3 separate regions of the Mus musculus genome follow, and all the other regions are linked to region 1. A link is a contact called in public HiChIP or PLAC-seq data. All regions are on one chromosome and are shown on one strand. The core of a region is the stretch at or near the end of the contact, and the rest is flanking DNA. Distances in the headings are between cores, read along the strand shown.

Evidence for each region. HiChIP or PLAC-seq counts read pairs in DNA pulled down with a chosen protein or histone mark.
Region 2: an H3K27ac HiChIP or PLAC-seq map of embryonic brain shows a contact between it and region 1, with 13 times the contacts expected there. The contact joins the promoter of 4930555G07Rik here to the promoter of Ascl1 in region 1. A contact is called at or near these places in 1 of 39 promoter capture datasets (embryonic stem cells), 2 of 484 Hi-C or Micro-C datasets (both in embryonic stem cells), 15 of 115 datasets of contacts at active chromatin or transcription factors (SST interneurons, VIP interneurons, astrocytes and 11 more) and 2 of 9 other capture datasets (embryonic stem cells and embryonic tail).
Region 3: an H3K4me3 HiChIP or PLAC-seq map of neural tube shows a contact between it and region 1, with 5 times the contacts expected there. The contact joins the enhancer-like site here to the promoter of Ascl1 in region 1. A contact is called at or near these places in 3 of 39 promoter capture datasets (embryonic stem cells and neural stem cells), 3 of 15 datasets of contacts at CTCF or cohesin (embryonic stem cells, pro-B cells and stem cell-derived epiblast-like cells), 19 of 484 Hi-C or Micro-C datasets (embryonic stem cells, gonadal supporting cells, nephron progenitors and 1 more), 13 of 115 datasets of contacts at active chromatin or transcription factors (SST interneurons, craniofacial prominence, embryonic basal ganglia and 8 more) and 2 of 9 other capture datasets (embryonic stem cells and embryonic tail).

What each region holds. Positions count from the first base shown.
Region 1 is chr10:87,492,214-87,494,913 of GRCm38.p6, reverse strand. Ascl1 (achaete-scute family bHLH transcription factor 1) reads left to right here and starts at 1,254. Exons shown (of 2, transcript NM_008553.5): 1 at 1,254-2,561. The coding sequence starts at 1,826. The coding sequence ends at 2,521.
Region 2 is chr10:87,229,205-87,231,904 of GRCm38.p6, reverse strand. 4930555G07Rik (RIKEN cDNA 4930555G07 gene) reads right to left here and starts at 1,277. Exons shown (of 3, transcript NR_165498.1): 1 at 922-1,277. 1700113H08Rik (RIKEN cDNA 1700113H08 gene) reads right to left here. Exons shown (of 6, transcript NM_029685.1): 6 at 1,306-1,899. The coding sequence ends at 1,463.
Region 3 is chr10:87,126,133-87,128,832 of GRCm38.p6, reverse strand. The region is part of intron 3 of 1700113H08Rik (RIKEN cDNA 1700113H08 gene); the gene reads right to left. Among named protein-coding and RNA genes, the nearest start is that of 1700113H08Rik, 69 kb to the right of the region's middle. Within about 2 kb of position 1,427, at least 4 of the 459 cell types and tissues checked have an H3K27ac peak or open chromatin away from gene starts, as enhancers often do. A contact at or near this core is called in neural tube, where this site is marked.

The DNA.
Region 1 (2,700 bases), core at 5-2,504:
CAGGCACTGTCCCAGCAGCCCGGTGACCGCTGCAGGCACCTCCCCTTCTCTCGCGGTGCCAGCACACGGCCTCAGCGGGCTCCGCTCCCAGTCGCCTGCCACCGGTCCGCCAGGCACACGCCTGGGGCGGGATAGAGGCTGCGCCAAGGCCTCCAAGGCGCCTGAGACAGGGAGGGACAAGGAGGGAAGACTTTCAGTTAGCTCAAATCCAGTCACTCTTTATTCCACACAGCCCACAGCTTCTTTCTCCAGAAGATCTGAAATATCCCAGAATGCCCTCCTTTCCCATAGCGTCTAGCAAGCATCTTTCAGAGGAGTGGCGGCTGTTATAGAGGGCCAGAAACAGATAACCCTGAGTGCCTTCCTGCATACACTTCCCCACACCACTGTGTCTCACAAAAGCTAGCCTCCAACTTATTCTCCTGCCTCAGCTTCTTAGGGAACTGTCAACCTATCCTGTTCATGACTCCCTATCCTTCCCACCCTTAGCGAGTTGTGCCCAGCACATCCAATCCTTGAAGCTGAATGGAACAGCAGTGGCAACCCCATATGGCTGCAGAGGGAAAGGCTGCTCAGACAGGGTAGAACTTACTGAGACCACAAAGCTAGTGAGAGGACTCAAGTTCTCATACAGAGAGACCACTAGTGTGCAAACGCTCTCCCCTCCTACCTTCCTAAACCTAATGGCAAACATTTTATTTTTTAGGGTCACAAAGAATCCTCCGGAGTTACTGCGGAGAGAAGAAAGGGGGGAAGCAGAAGCCCAGCCCTCCACTTCCAAGAGTTCCCTTTGCCACTTTTTCTGCCTAAACCCTTCCCTGAATTTTCTTCCAAGTTCTCAGGAGACTCCAAAGACACTTTTCCCTCCAGACTTTCCACCTAGGCACCCCAAGTCCAGGAGTTATTTGCCCCCCCCCTTTTTTAAAAAGGCCCCCATTTCTAGAGCCACCCCCTGGCTCCCGGAGCCACCGCCCCGAGCGCGCGGCCTGTTTATTCAGCCGGGAGTCCGGCACGCGCCGGGCGCACGCACTGCAACAACAAACCAGGCTGAATGGAGAGTTTGCAAGGAGCGGGCGCGGGCAACTGGAGGGGGGGGGGGCGAGAGGGAGGGAGCTGAGGAGGTGGGGGAAGAGGAGGGGTAGTGGGGGCTGCAGCCGCTCGCTGCAGCAGCGGGGAGTGGGGGGCGAGGCGGGGCCAGGGCTGCGCGTGGGGCTGGGTGTCCCATTGAAAAGGCGGCCGCACCGCAGCCGCCCAGCAGTCTCTCACTTCTGGCCAGGGAACGTGGAAGGCGTACCGGCTGGGAGCCGGTTAGGGAGGGCGAATTGGGGGGAACGAGAGAGCAATTAGAAAGAAAGGGGGTTCAACCAAATAATCCCAGAAGCAGGCTCAAGCCCAGGCTGGAGCAAGGGAGAGCGGGCGCAAGAAAGCGCAGCCCCGGAGCAGCTCCACCTGGCAGAGTGCGCTCGGCACTGACTTTTGCGGCTGCTTTCCTTTTCCCTTTCCTCTTTTAAAACCGAGAAGGCGCCGGCGGCGGCCGCACACGCGAGCGCCACGCGAGGCTCCCGAAGCCAACCGCGGCGGGAGGAGGGGAGGGAGGAGGCGGCGCAGAGGGAAGACGATCGCCCAGGCACCTTCCTCCGCTGCAGCCTGACAACTCTGCCTCCTTCTGCGCGTTTCTTCCCCTTTAACTTTCCTCCGGGGCTCGTTTCTCCCCTCTCCTTTTTCTTCGTCCCCCTTTGATCGTGCTTCGCAGCCCCGCTTCCTTCAAGGGCTCTGCGCACCCTGCGTCCCCAACTCGTTCTCCCCCGCGACAGTTTGGCCCGGCATGGAGAGCTCTGGCAAGATGGAGAGTGGAGCCGGCCAGCAGCCGCAGCCCCCGCAGCCCTTCCTGCCTCCCGCAGCCTGCTTCTTTGCGACCGCGGCGGCGGCGGCAGCGGCGGCGGCCGCGGCAGCTCAGAGCGCGCAGCAGCAACAGCCGCAGGCGCCGCCGCAGCAGGCGCCGCAGCTGAGCCCGGTGGCCGACAGCCAGCCCTCAGGGGGCGGTCACAAGTCAGCGGCCAAGCAGGTCAAGCGCCAGCGCTCGTCCTCTCCGGAACTGATGCGCTGCAAACGCCGGCTCAACTTCAGCGGCTTCGGCTACAGCCTGCCACAGCAGCAGCCGGCCGCCGTGGCGCGCCGCAACGAGCGCGAGCGCAACCGGGTCAAGTTGGTCAACCTGGGTTTTGCCACCCTCCGGGAGCATGTCCCCAACGGCGCGGCCAACAAGAAGATGAGCAAGGTGGAGACGCTGCGCTCGGCGGTCGAGTACATCCGCGCGCTGCAGCAGCTGCTGGACGAGCACGACGCGGTGAGCGCTGCCTTTCAGGCGGGCGTCCTGTCGCCCACCATCTCCCCCAACTACTCCAACGACTTGAACTCTATGGCGGGTTCTCCGGTCTCGTCCTACTCCTCCGACGAGGGATCCTACGACCCTCTTAGCCCAGAGGAACAAGAGCTGCTGGACTTTACCAACTGGTTCTGAGGACCTGCCAGGCTCTCCTGGGAATGGACTTTGGAAGCAGGTACGCTTCATGTGGGGATGGGCAGAGCCTTTCTTGACTAGGTCCCTTTTTCTTTTTCGGTGTGGAGGGGGGAGTTCACGGAAGGTAGGGGCTGTCTCCAGGAACCCAGGGGTGAGAGGAGGTTACTATGTTGTTAGTT
Region 2 (2,700 bases), core at 28-2,527, 260 kb after region 1:
AAACTAATAACCAGTAATAAGAAAACTCACCTTAAGAACTCCATTAACCTGAAAGCTTTAGAGTTTGGTTTACCACTTTTTCAAAGTTTCTCAGGTGTCAAAAACACTGCTAGTTTTAAAAAAATTAAATAATTTTCAGGGGAACTGAACATATCCCTAAATGTAATGCCATTTTCTTACAATAGTACCTCACTCCTTTTGAAATTCTAAGACTTTGGGAGATGAAGAAATGGCTCAGCAGTTAAGAGCGCCCAAGCTGCTCTATGCAGAGGACCTGAGTTCACCTCCAAATACCAGCAATTCAGTTCCAGGGGATCCCATGACCTCTTCTGACTCTATGGGTAACAGGCACACCTATAGAACATACGCATGCATGCAGGCAAAAACTCATAAGCATAAGATAAAAAAAACTCAATCTTTAAAAAACAAATTCTGAGACTTAAAATTTGAACACAGGGTGCAATGTCTCAAATGTAGCCACACCATTACCTGCATGTAGACATTTATATGACATCGAACTAAAGGGAAAATATTAAAGTAAAATATTAAATTAAGTAAAGTAAAATATTAAATCTTTATAACCCCCATGCATCAAACTTCCCACATCCAAGCCTGTGGGGAAACTGGAAGACTGTAGTAGACAGACTTCATGTTGATCCCATTGCTTCCTGTTTCTCCATGAATATTAAAACTATCAAATGTCACCTCATAAAATCACTGACAAAGCTAACAGACACTATATTGTGATTCAAATCAGCCATGTGAGTCTGTTAAAACCCAAAATGTTTTAAATGTGTTGTTTAGAATGGCCAGTTTGACAGTACGTTCTTTAAGAAGCCAGACTTCCCTATTACAAATCAGAAACTTTGGAATCTTCTCCTTTAAAACAAACAAACAAACAAACAAACACATTAAACTTACTTCCAAGTGTTTCAAAGCCACCAGCTAGGATCTGGCTTCAGGTTTCTGACACAAAACCCTTCATATAGCCTAAAGAATTTCCCTAGGCACATCAGAAGCAATCGGATTTCATGTTAACTATTATATTACAGGCATTCAATTAGGTTTTCCAAACGTTCATGTAGAAATCCCGAAGGCCGTTAGAAAATATCCTTAGCCTTAAGCCTAGGCTGGCAAGTGAAACCGTCTACCTGTAACAGCAAAACAAAAGCCCGACCTTCCGATCCCAGCAGGCCACACTGCAAAGTGGCACGCGGTGCATTGTGCAGCGCAAATTCTTTGTAACAGTGGGAGACACTGCAGAACAAAAATACTATTACAAATGCTTCAAAAAGAACATTTTTTGGCGGCGATAGAGACTTTTGACATTATTTATTAGGTTCAAAAATGCTTTACAAAGCGTAACAATGGTTCTGTGGAAACCAATACATCTGAGGCCCTTTCTGTTGTTCTGGGCAGGCATTGATTGGAAGATGGGCAGAGCTCGCAGAACAATTCCTTCTCAGCAGTTAGTGTGAGTATTCACCACGGGCTTCGAAAGACTCTGTGAACAAGCCTTATGGAAATCCTGGGGTGGGCGCGGGGCCACTGAGGAGCAAGCCTTCATTAACTTCTTGGAAAATAAACGGGTAGAAGAGCCCACGAGCAGAGGCAAGGGCTCTTTGACCACACGGGCGGGGAAAGAGATAACTGCCTTTGGCCTCCGTTCAGTGGGGAGATGAGGATGCTTGAGGGTCGTCTCTGGTGTTATGGCAACCGCGCCTCTTCCTAATGCACTTCCGCACACGGTTAGGGAATCTGTTTGTGTTGGAGATCCCGAGGCTGTAGCTTTATCCTCCTGCACGGTTTCAGAAGTCTTACAGCTGATCGGCTGGGAAGAGTAGTTCTGACTGACACTTCTGCAGAGGCCAATGGCGGTAAAAGGTCTCAGCGCAGGACCTGGAAGAAAAAGCAGAGCTACAGTAGAACTCCAGCCTTTGGACAAGGATCACAGGGCAGCAGCTGGGATGGAGAGAGAGAAAAGAGAATTCCTGGCTATCCTGTGACATAATTCAAATGCTGAATTTCCCTTTGCTGGCACCTGAAACAGGATCCGGAGTGTGAGATCAGTGTTTCAAAGGAACCTGTTCAAATCTTCCAAGAAAACGAAGAAAGTGGGACGCCATCTTCTGATTTTCAGAAGTTTGTAAAGAGAAAAGTTATTGAATCATGTTAGGTATGCTAGAAAAGATCAATGGCCCAGCTCAGACTGACAACTAACGATCTGAAAAACAAATCCAAAAGTTACTTCGTCGATTTTATTAGAAGTTATAAAACCAGATGAAAAATGAAAACAAAAAATAGATTACCCTGAAGCTGAGTCTACCCATCAATACTCTCTCCCACTGACATTGATATCAGGTTTAATTTTTTTTCTTTGCTCAATCATACCTACATTGTTATACATTCTATCTGCATTATAAGCATATAGTACTACGTTTTTTTTATTTGAGAAATTCTACACATTAACCACACACATTAGAAGTCTATTCCTTTACTAATAAATTAAGATAATGTAATGTTTTAAATCATTCTCTGCAAGTCTCTACAGGATTTTCAGTAACCAGAAAATTGCTAGAATATTTGAAATGAACACAGAATTATTTTCAAAATGTATAAAATTGGAATGCGTAATAGTTTCTTCCTAACACAGCATGCTGAGCAGCTGCTGTATCTCTAAGGAATTAAATTCCATGTCCA
Region 3 (2,700 bases), core at 178-2,677, 370 kb after region 1:
CTTGTTCAAACGGGAACCCTATCTAATAAGCTGTCAACTGGTAAGAGATCTTATTCTTTTCTCCGGCTTTTCCTCTCTGCTACTTAGTACAATTTTAATTATCTTCTTTATTTCCCAGTTTCCATACTGGATTGAAGGCTCCGTGAAGTGAGAATCCTTTGTTTTGTTCATTGCCCTACACCTAAAGGAATGCCTGGTATATATTCTACTCCATAAAACTCGCTCATCATCCAAAAACAAAACAAACAAACAAAAAGCCAGGCATGGTGGCACATGCCTTTAATCCCAGCACTTGGGAGGCAGAGGCAGGCGGATTTCTGAGTTCGAGGCCAGCCTGGTCTACACAGTGAGTTCCAGAACAGCCAGGACTATACAGAGAAACCCTGTCTCAAACAACAACAATAGCAGCAACAAACTTGCTTATCGTAAGATTTTTAAAACACCTTACAAATCCACTTAAGCAGGTGCGTGCGTGCGTGCGTGCGTGCGTGCGTGCGTGCGTGCGTGCGTGCGTGCGTGCGTGCGTGCGTGTGTATGTGTGGCTTGCTCAGCTTGCTTTCTTATAGAACCTAAGACTACCAGCCCAGGGATGGCACCACCCACAAGGGGCCTCCTCACTTGATCACTAATTGAGAAAATGCCCCACAGCTGGATCTCATGGAGGCATTTCCCCAACTGAAGCTCCTTTCTCTGTGATAACTCCAGCCTGAGTCAAGTTGACACAAAAACCAGACAGTGCAGAAACCAAAAGCATTACTGATCCCAAAGCTCTAACAACAGTGGCCTCCTGCTGCCTGCTCCCTCCACTTTCTCCACCGTGGGATATCACGTCTTCTGGTCCTGATGCTCAGGACCAGGCACTCGAGTTTGCAGTCTCTGCCATAGCACAACTGCCAGAAATGTTTGCTCTTCAGGCAAGCAATACATCTCAGTTCTATATGCTACCATCCTGGACAGAGGAGAAGGGGGCATCACTAGCAGGACCTCCCCCAGCCCCCCACATTGTTTCTGTATGACAGATTTGCCAGCTTTTGCCTATGCTCATTATTAACCATTTCACCAAAGTGGGTGTGTCTTTCTCCCTTTCTTTTTTTATTCTTACATGAGATATTGGAAAAGCCCAGCATTTCTAAACATCTTTGGAACCACTCGTTAACATCTAATAAAGATGTCCTCCGGCCACCTCAGCCACAGTAGGAATTAATCCCTTTGTGAGGTCACAGGAGACACACAGTATGAGCTTAGCACCAGGTCACACTGAGAGGGAGACTTGCCGCTTCTCAAATTACTTTCTTATAAAAGATGCTAAAGTGCCTCACACTCCCCATCTGCCTATCTGCTGGAAAAGTGGCTCTCCTCTCTAGCACATGATCTGCTCAATAGATGATTCCTTACAGTCCTCAGAATACCCTCAGCACAGCTCACTTTCCAATGTCCACTTACAAACCAGCTGTGGAAAAGCGTGTGTTTGCACAGTGCTTAACGGTTGCTAGTCGCCTCTCCTGAACCTTCCCCTTGCTAACCCACAGCTTGTCTATAAGACTTAAATGTCACACAATTTAAAAGTATCTATTTCATGTTGGTCATAGATTGGGCAATTATCTGACATGTAGGACCACTTGGAAACACACACTCCAGAAACCAATATGTTTTCCCATAAATACTAACACTGTCCGGGTGCTACGCTGTTGGGAAAGTCTCCAGTGTTGAAAGGGAATGCAAGCCCTGGAGAGTGGTGCTGTGGACAGCTCCCTAGGAGGCGCCTAGAGAGTTCCCCTCCTGATAGCCAGGCCCCAGGAGGGACCAACAACCAAGGCTGGTTCCAAATTCTAACCAAGCAAGTCCCATCCAGCCTGGGAGCCAAGACTAGGGAGAGAAAGAATGTGTGGCTGAGGCAGAGGTGTGCACAGTGCAGATGCGGGAGCTTCCAGGTCGAAGCAAGTTTGCTCCAGGAGCTTGGCCATGGGGTGATGGAAAAGCAGTGGCTAGAACTCTTTAGAGCATTTCCATCATGTGAAAAGTGTTCGCTCACTCACATAATTACTTGGTAAATGCCTAGTGTTTACTGCGTGCCGGAACTGGAGATACATCGAAAGTAAGGTGCACTTGCCCTTTCTCATGGAGTTTATATTCTGGCACAGAGAGACACTGAACAAATACTCGTTGAATTGGTCAGTTGCGGAAAACCGCTAAGTCAGCAGTCTTCTGTGCTTCAGTCCACTTCTCTTCCTCCCCCTCTAGAGAGGGTAATAGGATGTTGGCATCAGATAGGCTGTCAAGAGACTTGCTGCAATATTTGGAATTTAGTAAAGGAGACTAATAAAACTACAATTTCACAGTCACCATTAACGATAACCCTTATATAAAACATTTCTTTTTTAAAATCTGCTTGTGTATCTGCGCACCGTTTACATGCAGTTCCTTTGGTGGCCAGAAGAGGGCGCTGAATCCTCAAAAGCAGGAGTTAGAGACAGTGTCAGCTAAAATGTGGGTGTTGGGAACTGAACCCCTGTTCTTTGGAGGAACAGGAAGTGCTCTCAAACACTGAGCCATCTCTTCTAGTTCCACATCGTTTTCTTAAGATTACAGAACATTTTTTTCAAACTTATTTATTTTCAATAGTATATAAAACAGCTATCCTTCCAGTATTTCATACATGTTTAAGTTGTTCGCATACATACACTTACATCATACACTCAC